Linked DNA regions of Mus musculus: regions 1 and 3 are each linked to region 2. Evidence: chromatin contacts called from public HiCAR-type data. All regions are on one chromosome and are shown on one strand. Each heading gives the region's core, a stretch centred on a gene start, on an enhancer-like site or on the middle of the called end of the contact. The rest is flanking DNA. Distances are from core to core; before and after follow the strand shown.

Region 1 (3,486 bases), core at 61-2,560, 1.1 Mb before region 2:
CACACACGCACACGCACACGCACACGCACACGCACACACACACATGCACAAAGATGTTATTTTTTGATTCAGTTTATTATAAAAAAAAACTTGATACTTTCTGAAGTGCTTTCTAACATTATCTTTAGATAATATGTGGGTACTTAAGTATTGTATATTAATGATAAATGATGTATAGGTCACCTTTTCAAATTAATTTCAGAACCAATTATCCTCTTGTTTCTCCTCTAGCTCCATACACACACACACACACACACACACACACACACACACACACACATATATATATTTTAAAGTGGTGTGTATTGCATCTGATGACCAACTAAACTCTAAATATTTATTTCCATCTGGTAGAGTTCAACTTCTGCCTCTTGTTTGCTTTCTTCTTCCTGCCTGGACTTCATTGTTTTCTCTCCCTTCTCCTACTTTAAGAGAGTTGGGTTAACCCTATTTTGGGTCTAATAGTTTTAGCAGGCTCATGCTTTCCTTTTTTTCTAGGCTGTTTACAACCGTCTTTGCCAGTAAATATGGGTGTCTATGCTTAACACTCTCGACAAGCTTAAAGTTTTATCTTATGTGTCAACAGCAGCACAACTCTAAAGTTCTGACATCACTTGAACTAGAAAAACGAATTTGTTGTGCCTTTCTAAAATACATATGCAGATTTTTATGAGTTTCAAGGCTCATCTTCTCCCCCCCCCCAGCCCCCCGGGGTTCTGCAAACCCTAGGGGCAATGGCTTGGATTAAGCCGCAGGATAGCTCCAGGGAGCGAGTCCTTCCTTCCATTCCCTAGCGGAGCCTTAGTCTCCGCCACCGCACGCTCCTCCCGCCAGGGCTGCCAGCCAAGCCGGCTGGAACTGGGCTCAGATGTAAACATGGGGTACGCAAAGGACTGGGGCTGCGGAGACCGAACCTCAGTCCTGAGGTTCCAGCCACACCGCAGTAAGTGAGGAACCCGGAGCCCGCTCGGGGACTGGAGGGTCCCCGCTGGCCCGAACCGGGGGCGGAGCTAGCTCGGGGGCGGAGCTTTCACACGCGCCTCCTTGGCTTCTTTCTCCGCCCTCCACCGCTCCGGAGTCTCAGGCTGCCACTCGGGGGGTTTATTTGTTTACAAGCAGATTACGTCAGCTCCTCCCTCTCATCCCGGCCTCTGGGCACGCCCCCTGGCGGCCTTTCTCCCGCCCCCTCCAGCCCCGAATCTGCCTGCGTCACAATGGTGCGATCTCCGGATTGGCTGGCGTCCGCCCTCACGCCCCGGGTACGCCACTTCCTTTCCGCAGCCCTATAAAATGAGCTGCACGGCGGCGGCAGCTCTTCGCCCCTCGGAGCTGGAAATGCAACTCTCGGGATCCTCGGAGGCTACCGAGCTGGAGGCGGAGGCGGCTGGGGAGGTCCGAGCGATGTGACCAGGCCGCCATCGCTCGTCTCTCTCTGTCTCTCCTGCCGCCTCCTGGCTTGAAAATAACTTTTTTACTCTAAAGGAAAGAAAAAAAATCCCCTAGAACCAGTAGCCGTCCGCGCCTCGCGCCCTCGCTTCCTCTCGGCCGTCGGGTCTGGGCGAGAGCCCGGGGTGGCCGCTTCGCCGTCGGGGCCGAGCCCCGGCCGCCCCGGGCCACCCCCGGCCGCCGCCCCCATGCATCCCTTCTACACCCGGGCCGCCACCATGATAGGCGAGATCGCCGCCGCGGTGTCCTTCATCTCCAAGTTCCTCCGCACCAAGGGGCTCACGAGCGAGCGACAGCTGCAGACTTTCAGCCAGAGCCTGCAGGAGCTGCTGGCAGGTGAGCGGGGCGCGGGGACCGTCGCGGGTCGCCACTAACGGGCGCGTCCCGGTCGTGGCTGGGGGAGGGGGGGGGAGCTGGGCGGCGGGGCGCCGCGACACGCACAACAAAGGATCCGAAGCGGGGCGACGCGGAGCTGCGCCCCGACGGCTACCGGCCGGTCGCGGGGGACAAAAGACCCAGGGCCCGGAGTCCCGTCGGTCTCCTCTGCCGGGTCGCCGCGACCGTTGCGAGAGTCTGCGGCTGAGCCCCTGGGTGGCTTGTCGCCTCTGTGTTTCGGAGCCGGCCCGGGACGGACGTGCCAGGTCTCCGCACCTCCTGTGCCTCTTGCCCATTAATCATCGGATTTGTCACCGGTACAATTACAACCCAACCCAGATCTTGGTTTAAGGTTTCTTGGGTTTTCTTCCCTTTGGGGTTAACTGGCCATAGTGGCGTTGTCTTGCCCCCACCCCCCACCAGTTCCATAAAGTCTATTGTATGGGACCCCGTTGGGGTGGAGAAAGTAAACAGGTTCCCGCCCGCTTGCCTGTGCCATCCAGCTAGTTGGCCATCCAGGGCTGCGCGCGGGATTCCTGTTTTGGCGGCTCAACCGGTCAGTACCCGGACAGTGTTTGCCACAGTGTCTTTGCTTTCTCTATTCTGTCTCACGACAGCGAATTCGGTCCCGGACATTTGTGAAAGTTGGTGGTTTTCATTTTCGCTTCGCTAAGAAGCTAGCAGCAGGAGGAGGAAAGTACGCTACGGTACGGCTGCGTTGACTACCGTCCTGAGCATTGTTTCTCTGTTCTTTTCTTCCACAGAACATTACAAACATCACTGGTTCCCAGAAAAGCCGTGCAAGGGATCAGGTTACCGTTGTATTCGCATCAACCATAAGATGGATCCTCTGATTGGACAGGCAGCCCAGCGGATTGGACTGAGCAGTCAGGAGTTGTTCAGGCTTCTCCCAAGTGAACTCACACTCTGGGTTGACCCCTACGAAGTGTCCTACCGGATTGGAGAGGATGGCTCCATCTGCGTGCTGTACGAAGCCTCACCAGCAGGAGGTAGCACTCAAAACAGCACCAACGTGCAAATGGTAGACAGCAGAATCAGCTGTAAGGAGGAACTTCTCTTGGGCAGAACAAGCCCTTCCAAAAACTACAATATGATGACTGTATCAGGTTAAGATATAGTCTATTGGATGGATCATCTTATAATGGATGGATGAATTTGATTTTTTTTGCTTTGGGTGGGCTCCTCTTGGGGATGGATTATGGAATTTAAACCATGTCACAGCTGTGAAGATCTGGCACAAGATAGAGTGGTAATAATTTTTTTATTTCTTTCTTTTTTTTTTTTTTTAATTTAGTGACAGTGCCATAGTTTGGACAGTACCTTTCAGTGATTTAAATAGCCTGTGAGTCCAAGGAAAGGATCACTTTATTTGCTAGGGAGTGAAGTCGAAGGGTGGTTTCAGTTTCTCCCAGACCTTATACCCAATTTGTCACAGCAGTCCCTTTAAGGAAATTCTGTCTTTCAAAGAACCCTCTTTCGCAGTCAACCTTGCAGGGGAATTTGCACTATTACACTTGAAAGTTCTCAGTAACTTTTTTGGCAGCTCAATAGGAAAGCTCAATGTTTTAAGCATGGTAGTACTGGAAAAATTTTTACACGGAGACTTTTACCTAGCACTTAAAATGTATAAATGTACATAAAGAC
Region 2 (3,287 bases), core at 703-3,202:
GTCATTGGAATTTAGCGGCAAGGTGGTGCATTGCAGATAGAATGCTGGCTCTGTCAGCTTCCCCTAGATGGCGCTGTTTTCTAAGAAGCTACAGTCGCGTTTTGGTTTTTTGTTTTTTAAATTGTGTTCCTGTTAGCACATAAACCTTACACTAACTACTGCTTTATATCTTCATGTATGTGTGTGTGTGGGGAAGGGCTCTGTGTGTACAAATACCGAGTCACACTATGAACATGATTTTAAAGTCTTCTTTCCATTTGCTGAAACCATAAAAATGCATTTGATTTACCTTAAAAACCTCAAATATACATATAAGAAATGATATGTCAAAAGGATATACGCTGAGATTTTTGTTAATTGTGGGAAAGGCTGTGAAATTTTATACTTGGATGTGAGTTTCTGGGCTAAATGCCCAACGATCTTTTTATAAAGCATGCAGTGATTAATACTTTCTTTAGATTTACAGTGGATTTTTCTTGTTGGCCTCTCAGCCTTCAAAAGTGTTTTATTACATTACTGTGTGTGTGTTACATTATTTTGTGTGTGTGTGTGTGTGTGTGTGTGTGTGTGTGTGTGTATGAGAGGGGGGCATAGCTTGTATGTGTAGGTCAGAACACAACCTGTAGGAGTAGGTTCTTTCCTTTACCCACGTGGGTTTAAGGGGTCAGAACTGGGGTCACCTTATCAGCCAGCACATTTACCTTCTGAGCCATCTCACCACGTCCTCTAGTGTTCTTCTGTGACTCTTCATTCACGTGCTCAATTTTCTGGTTGAGTAAGGAGAGACCCTGAGGTATGTTTAGTTAGACTTTTCTATATTGAAAGGAAGAAACAATAGTATATAAAACAGCCAAGCCACTTGGAAGTAGAAGTGATGTGGAATAAAAACCTGCATAGAATTCACAAAAAGGAAAACATTTCTTTCCTTTTCATCCTCTTCTCCCTTTAATGGCCCACATCTTTGAGGTGGCTCACTCTCACCCTGTGTCTCTCCCACTTTGCTTTGTAAATTCTCCACTTCTGTTTGCCATGTTTTGACTTTCCCACTGCTCCACCTAAGTCTTTCAGGTTCAAGAGACATGGAGCTGGCCTAGAGGATGCATGGCTGTAACTTCCTCTCTTAGACCTAGTACAGAGTGCTTTGATGCATCCTATTATCCCGTGTAAAGGGGGGGGGTGGTGGGAGGAATTTGAATTAAAGTATCAGCATTATCATAGTCATTTGCAAGGAAACTTAACATGCATTACATCCCGAGCATCTAGGAACCCCAAAACCCCATTTTCTAAATGAACCATAAAAGAAACTAAGGCCTTATATCCCAGTTGAAAAGTTGGTAACTGACAATGGAGAGCTGAGAGCTATTTCCTTTGCTGCTGAAAACTCACTAGTTTTTTTGCGGTAACCAGCTTCACAGAATGAAAAGGCAGCCCCGTGTAATAACCCGTGTCTGTAATCTCAGCTCTAGAGAGGACGAAACGGGACAGTCAAAAGTTCAAGGCGCTTCTCTACCACACAGTGAACTCTAGGCTGTTCTGGAGTGGAAATGAAGGTTCTAGCTAAACGTCCTAAATAGTAAAACAAAAGCAGAATATACTAAAATGCGACCCAAGCACTTCACTGCCACGCTGTGGCTCCTTCTGCCTAGCTGTACCTTGACGTTTCCTCTGCATTCAACATAAGTGGCTGCTTCAGATTCAAAACGAAGTTTCTATAAATAGACTCTTGAAAAGGATTTGCTGTACCAACTTATACGACCCTTGCAGTGTTTCTGTCTGGTACCCTCAGCAGGGGCCTTCGTCAGGAAAGAGGGTTATCATTGTCATGTTCAGGGCAATCATGAAAACTTTGGTCTGGTTCCATTTGGAACCTTGATGGGACACCCTCCCGGTCTCTCACAAAGGCTACCTTGGCAACTGCTCAGAATGTAAAGTCCCTCAGCCCCTGCAACCTCAAGGTAGCCATCCATTCTCCCTATCTCCCTGATGTGCCGCCTCACTGCTCACTGGCACCACCGTTTCTAGCTCTTCTCTGTGAGGTATGAATCCTTCATATCAGGGTCCAGACCCAGGATCTGTGAGGGACAGCACAAAGCTCTAATGTTCTATGTAAAGGAACAGGGGAGAAAGCTTTTTATTTCTTCTGTGATTTATCTCTTAAATTAATATACACACAGACACACACACCACATATGCACACACACATATACACACACATGTGCACAAACACACATACACAGAGACACACACACTCACAGACACACATGGATTTTAACAGTGAATGCTGTGTTATATGAATGAACACAGGCAGGCAAATGCAAAGTTCTCACAGATGCCCTTGTTTGGCCCACAACTCCAGTTATCCTCACCTCACACACTCATAAAGAGAGGGAAACACACACACAGACACACACACACACACACACACAGACACACACACACACACAGACACAGAGAGAGAGAGAGAGAGAGAGAGAGAGAGAGAGAGAGAGAGACAGAGACAGAGAGACAGAGAGAGAGAGAGAGAGAGAGAGACAGAGAGAGTGAGTTTATGTCCAGGCATGTAGTGAAAGTTGGAATAGCCTTTGTTCAGGGGTGGAGGAGGCAGTGGCTCATGGAAGTGGAGGTAAGAAGGCACAGGACGGGGCAAGCTTCTATGTCCTAGGCCATTCTCCAGGGCTTTACCAGAGGATACCTTCAACACAAATTAAAAGATAAGATTGTCAGGCATTTCAAGAGAAGGTTCTCAGAGCATGAAGCCGCAGGTTCAGAGTCCAGTTTATGAGAACAATGAGGCTGTGTTTAGGGAGGACAAGTTTAAGGGGACTGAGAATAGTTATAAGCCAGGCCGGCCCCTTTCAAGATGCTTCCCTGGCACTCACACCCTCTGCTCTGCCCAGCTCTCTGTATTCCTTGATAATATGCTCCTCTGAAAACCTTGCCAGCCTTGGAAGATTCCCAAGTATGCAGTATGTGCTGTTATGCTCATGAGAACAATACCCCCCACCCCCCACCCCCATAGCCTGATGCTAACCCTTATGTGAATAAGCTGTATTCCATACTGGGTCCTTGTGTTGCTAGCCCATTGATCTTTAACTCTAATCAATAATTCTGTGATCATATACTGAGCCTTCCTGGAACAAGGATCCTTTATATCCATGGTTCTCAACTTTCCTAATTTTGTGACCTTTTAGTACAGTTCACCACAGGTTGTGGTGGCCTCCCAACCGAAAAGATAATTTTGTTGATTCCTGACAGCCTCCCCCATCTAACATCTCTGGGACTTCCTA
Region 3 (3,314 bases), core at 758-3,257, 1.4 Mb after region 2:
GTGTGTGTGTGTGTGTGTGTGTGGCCTATTTATTTGTTCACAATTATCACATAACTTGCATGTATCAAAATTTCATCTGCTTTTATGGCCAAATGCTATTTCTATTATGTACATTTTATTTACCCACTCATTTGCTGGATATTAGTTGTCTCTCGTTTTTGCCTGCTGCTTCTAAGGCTGCAAACTCTAGTGAATACAGATGTTTGGTCCCTGTCTTGCTGGATCATGAGTAAATTATTTCATTTCTGAGTAAATGCCGTACTGTTTTTTCCCACAATTCCATACCACTTTTATGTTTAATTGGCATCCAAAACTAAACATTTTTTTAAAAGGGAAACATAGAATGGCAAAATCACAGGTTGCTGGTACCGATTCTCATTTCATTCTGTCTCTGCCTCATACACATATGAGAAGTGGAGACTGACTCTGTGTGTTCGAGTGCTGGAGATCAAATCCATGTTTTTCTGTGTTAACCATATTCTCTATCCCCGACCTACACCACTGCCCTCCATCACAGCAAGACCCTTAACACATCCCTTCCTCTATTAGAGCAACATTTTCCACGTACACAGCCAAGACTCCTATAGCAAAACCTAAGCAGTTTGTTATACCTGTAGGGCTCTAGGTTCTGCCCCATATATGCTGAATCAGCATCTTTGGCAACTAGCATCAATTATACTAAAACATGAGACTCCTTAAGGTAGAATACAGCAGGGTTGTCGTCTGTTTTTTATTTGCTTAACAGAGTTCATGTAGCTTAGACTGGCATCAAACTCACAGTATAGCCAAGGACAACCTTATGCCTCTGATCCTCCTGCCTCCACCTCCCCAGGGCTATAGTTACTGATGCCAGGTTGTGTTGATGAGGGCGCTGGGAATACAAGCAAGGGTTTAGTTCATTAGGCACTCTCCAACTGAGCTACATCCCAGTGCCAAGTTCTTGAGGGGAGGGAACTATGTTGGCATTCAGGGGTTTGTTTTGTTTATAACAAAGTTTAGCCCTTGGTGTCAAACATATAACAGATATTTAACATCCACCCATGTGTCAAACTAATACGGTATTGCACTTACATAATTGCTATATAGTGGTTAAGACTAAACGCAAATACAGCGAGGGAACCTGTAATTACTACACTTTTTATTTACACACAACATGTACCTTACCAGTTTATCACGACATTCCACTGCCAAGAAGTTGTGTTCCGTATGTAATTTTCAGCTGAGTCTTTTATGCTCCGGGGCAGGGTTTAATGCTGTTGTTTGTTGTCGAGGGGTATGAAGAAGCATCAAAATGTGGCCTTCCATGTACAAACTGCCACCGACAACATTCTCTAGCTTTGAAACCCTGTTGCTGAAGCACAAATGATAGTATGTGTGGGGAAAAAAAAAAGTCTAAAGTGGGGACCGTTATTGTAACCACGTGGTCTAGAAACTTTAAAGTTTCCAAGTCTTCCGACCACTTCAGGTGTGTGTGTGAGTTTAATAAGGCATATGCAAACAAGCGGTTGAGAACAGAATAAATCAAATAGATAATAGAATACTATTGAATAAAGAAAAACAGGGTGAACATGTGAATAAAATATTACCCATCATGTGCTGCCAGCATTTGTATCTATAGTACGTGCAAAACCAGTAATTGAACACAAGGAACTTAGTCCCGCTCAACGTCCTGTTACTGTCTAGCTTGTGCACCCAAGCTCCCCTCTCCGGAGTAGCCGAGTTGGGCGCCGTTCTCTTTAAGGTGTAATAGAATCCTGATTGCATCGATCACCGACTCTCCTCCGCTTCGCCACCACCGATCACATCTCTCTCTCTCTCCAAGTCCCAACCCGCTTCCCGACAACAACCCGGTAGTCCGCTACCTCCGAAGCTCGCGGGGCTCGCTGTGTGCGCGCGCGGCGGACCCCCCGCGGCGCGCTCCCGCCAGGCTCTCGGCTGTCGGCAGCGCGCGCGCGCGCGGCGTCTCGGGGCTCGTCTGGCCACGCCTGGAGCGCGGGCTTTGATTGGGCCGCCGTTGTTGTAGTGACCGGGAAGCGCCCGCACTCCAGTCTGACGGTTCCGGGCGCCGCACGGTCCCCCCTCGTCCCCACCCCTCCCTGGTCCCCCAAGGCCCCGGGCGCCGTCCGCTCCCCGCATGGCCTCCGGCCTGGTAAGGTCCCCGCCGCTACCGGAGCCGATCATCCTTGGGCGGCGGGACCGGGAGGAGGGGAACCACGCCGAGTCTGGCAGGCCTGGGAGGTAGCCCCGAGACCCGGAGCTCCGCAGCTCGCTCACCTCCCCGGAGCGGGACGCCGTGCCCGGGTTGAGCGGTGAGCGCTGCTCCCGGAGAGATCCCGGCGCTCGGGGCTGAGGCGGAGCTGGCTCCGGGACTCGCCGGCTGGGTTCCCGCGGCGCGCCTGCGTCAGAATCACCAGGGAGGTTTAAAGAGCGCGGGAGGCTTCGGCGAGCATCTGCAGCTCGGTGCGGTGGGCGGGTCCCTCGGCGGCTCGCCCTGGTGCCTGGGCTGGGGGTTCCTCCCGATGGTGGGGACCCCTCCGGATGGAAGCTGGGGCAGTGCCCGAGCCTCTCAGCCGGGTTGTAATGCCCACGCCTCTCTCGCTGCCCGCTGATGCTGCGGGGTCCTCCTCTTCGATCCCGGGGGACAGGCAACGTTGACGTCTGATGTCGAGAGCTGGAATTCTGCACCTGCTTTCAAACCTAACAACTTTCCATCCTAGGAGGATCCGATTCTGGAACGTTCTTTTAAAGGTCACAAAGCTGCCATCACCTCCGCTGACTTCAGCCCCAACTGCAAACAAATTGGTAAGTTGTTTTTGTTTTTGTTTTTCCTTTCTTTCTTCTTTCCTTTTCTGACAGTAACCAAAGCTCACTTGGCAGAAAGCCTTTCTTCCATCCCTGCCTGAGTGAGCCAGGCGCGATGGGATGTACCCGGCCACTCTGGGTCCCTGGGTCTTTGCTGGGTAAGGACTCGACTGGTCCCGGCCTGACAGACAACTTTCGTGAACTAACCACCAGGAGGAGTGAGTGGGAAGGGGAGGGGTTTGTGATCGGCCCGAGGAGGGTGGAGTATTGGCTGGAGAGTTTGTGAAAAGTTCTGAGACGAGCAGGAGGAAGTGGGGACCGACCAGTTGAGCACCACCAGAGGCCGGGGAGCGAGGGGGTCTCAAGTGACCCCTGGGAAACTCCGGTGTCGGAAAGGAGCCGAGCGCCTACATGAAAGGAGGAACCTTCTCGGAAGTTCGCCCCTACCTGAGCCGGGAACTCCAGCTTCAGGATCCGCGGCGCTTTCCCCGCGTGCTGGCTCGGTGGCCGCG

What was found. HiCAR-type assays count read pairs that join an accessible place to other places.
Region 1: a contact with region 2 is called in a HiCAR-type map of astrocytes, with 2.4 times the contacts expected there. The contact joins the promoter of Btg1 here to the promoter of 4930525C09Rik in region 2. A contact is called at or near these places in 1 of 39 promoter capture datasets (cranial neural crest) and 1 of 115 datasets of contacts at active chromatin or transcription factors (astrocytes).
Region 3: a HiCAR-type map of astrocytes shows a contact between it and region 2, with 10 times the contacts expected there. The contact joins the promoter of Poc1b here to the promoter of 4930525C09Rik in region 2. A contact is called at or near these places in 8 of 39 promoter capture datasets (the 3T3-L1 cell line, 3T3-L1-derived adipocytes, cranial neural crest and 4 more), 2 of 15 datasets of contacts at CTCF or cohesin (the NIH/3T3 cell line and large pre-B cells), 7 of 484 Hi-C or Micro-C datasets (B cells, the F1.1 cell line, the G1E-ER4 cell line and 3 more) and 17 of 115 datasets of contacts at active chromatin or transcription factors (the 230-238 cell line, the NIH/3T3 cell line, astrocytes and 14 more).

What each region holds. Positions count from the first base shown.
Region 1 is chr10:96,615,691-96,619,176 of GRCm38.p6, forward strand. It overlaps Btg1 (BTG anti-proliferation factor 1), which reads left to right and starts at 1,311. Exons shown (of 2, transcript NM_007569.2): 1 at 1,311-1,782; 2 at 2,586-3,486. The coding sequence starts at 1,635. The coding sequence ends at 2,953.
Region 2 is chr10:97,712,820-97,716,106 of GRCm38.p6, forward strand. It overlaps 4930525C09Rik (RIKEN cDNA 4930525C09 gene), which reads left to right and starts at 1,953. Exons shown (of 3, transcript NR_130993.1): 1 at 1,953-2,036. All of the region lies in intron 4 of Gm10754 (predicted gene 10754), which reads right to left.
Region 3 is chr10:99,105,075-99,108,388 of GRCm38.p6, forward strand. It overlaps Poc1b (POC1 centriolar protein B), which reads left to right and starts at 2,008. Exons shown (of 12, transcript NM_027740.7): 1 at 2,008-2,149; 2 at 2,718-2,802. The coding sequence starts at 2,135. It overlaps Galnt4 (polypeptide N-acetylgalactosaminyltransferase 4), which reads left to right and starts at 3,061. Exons shown (of 1, transcript NM_015737.4): 1 at 3,061-3,314.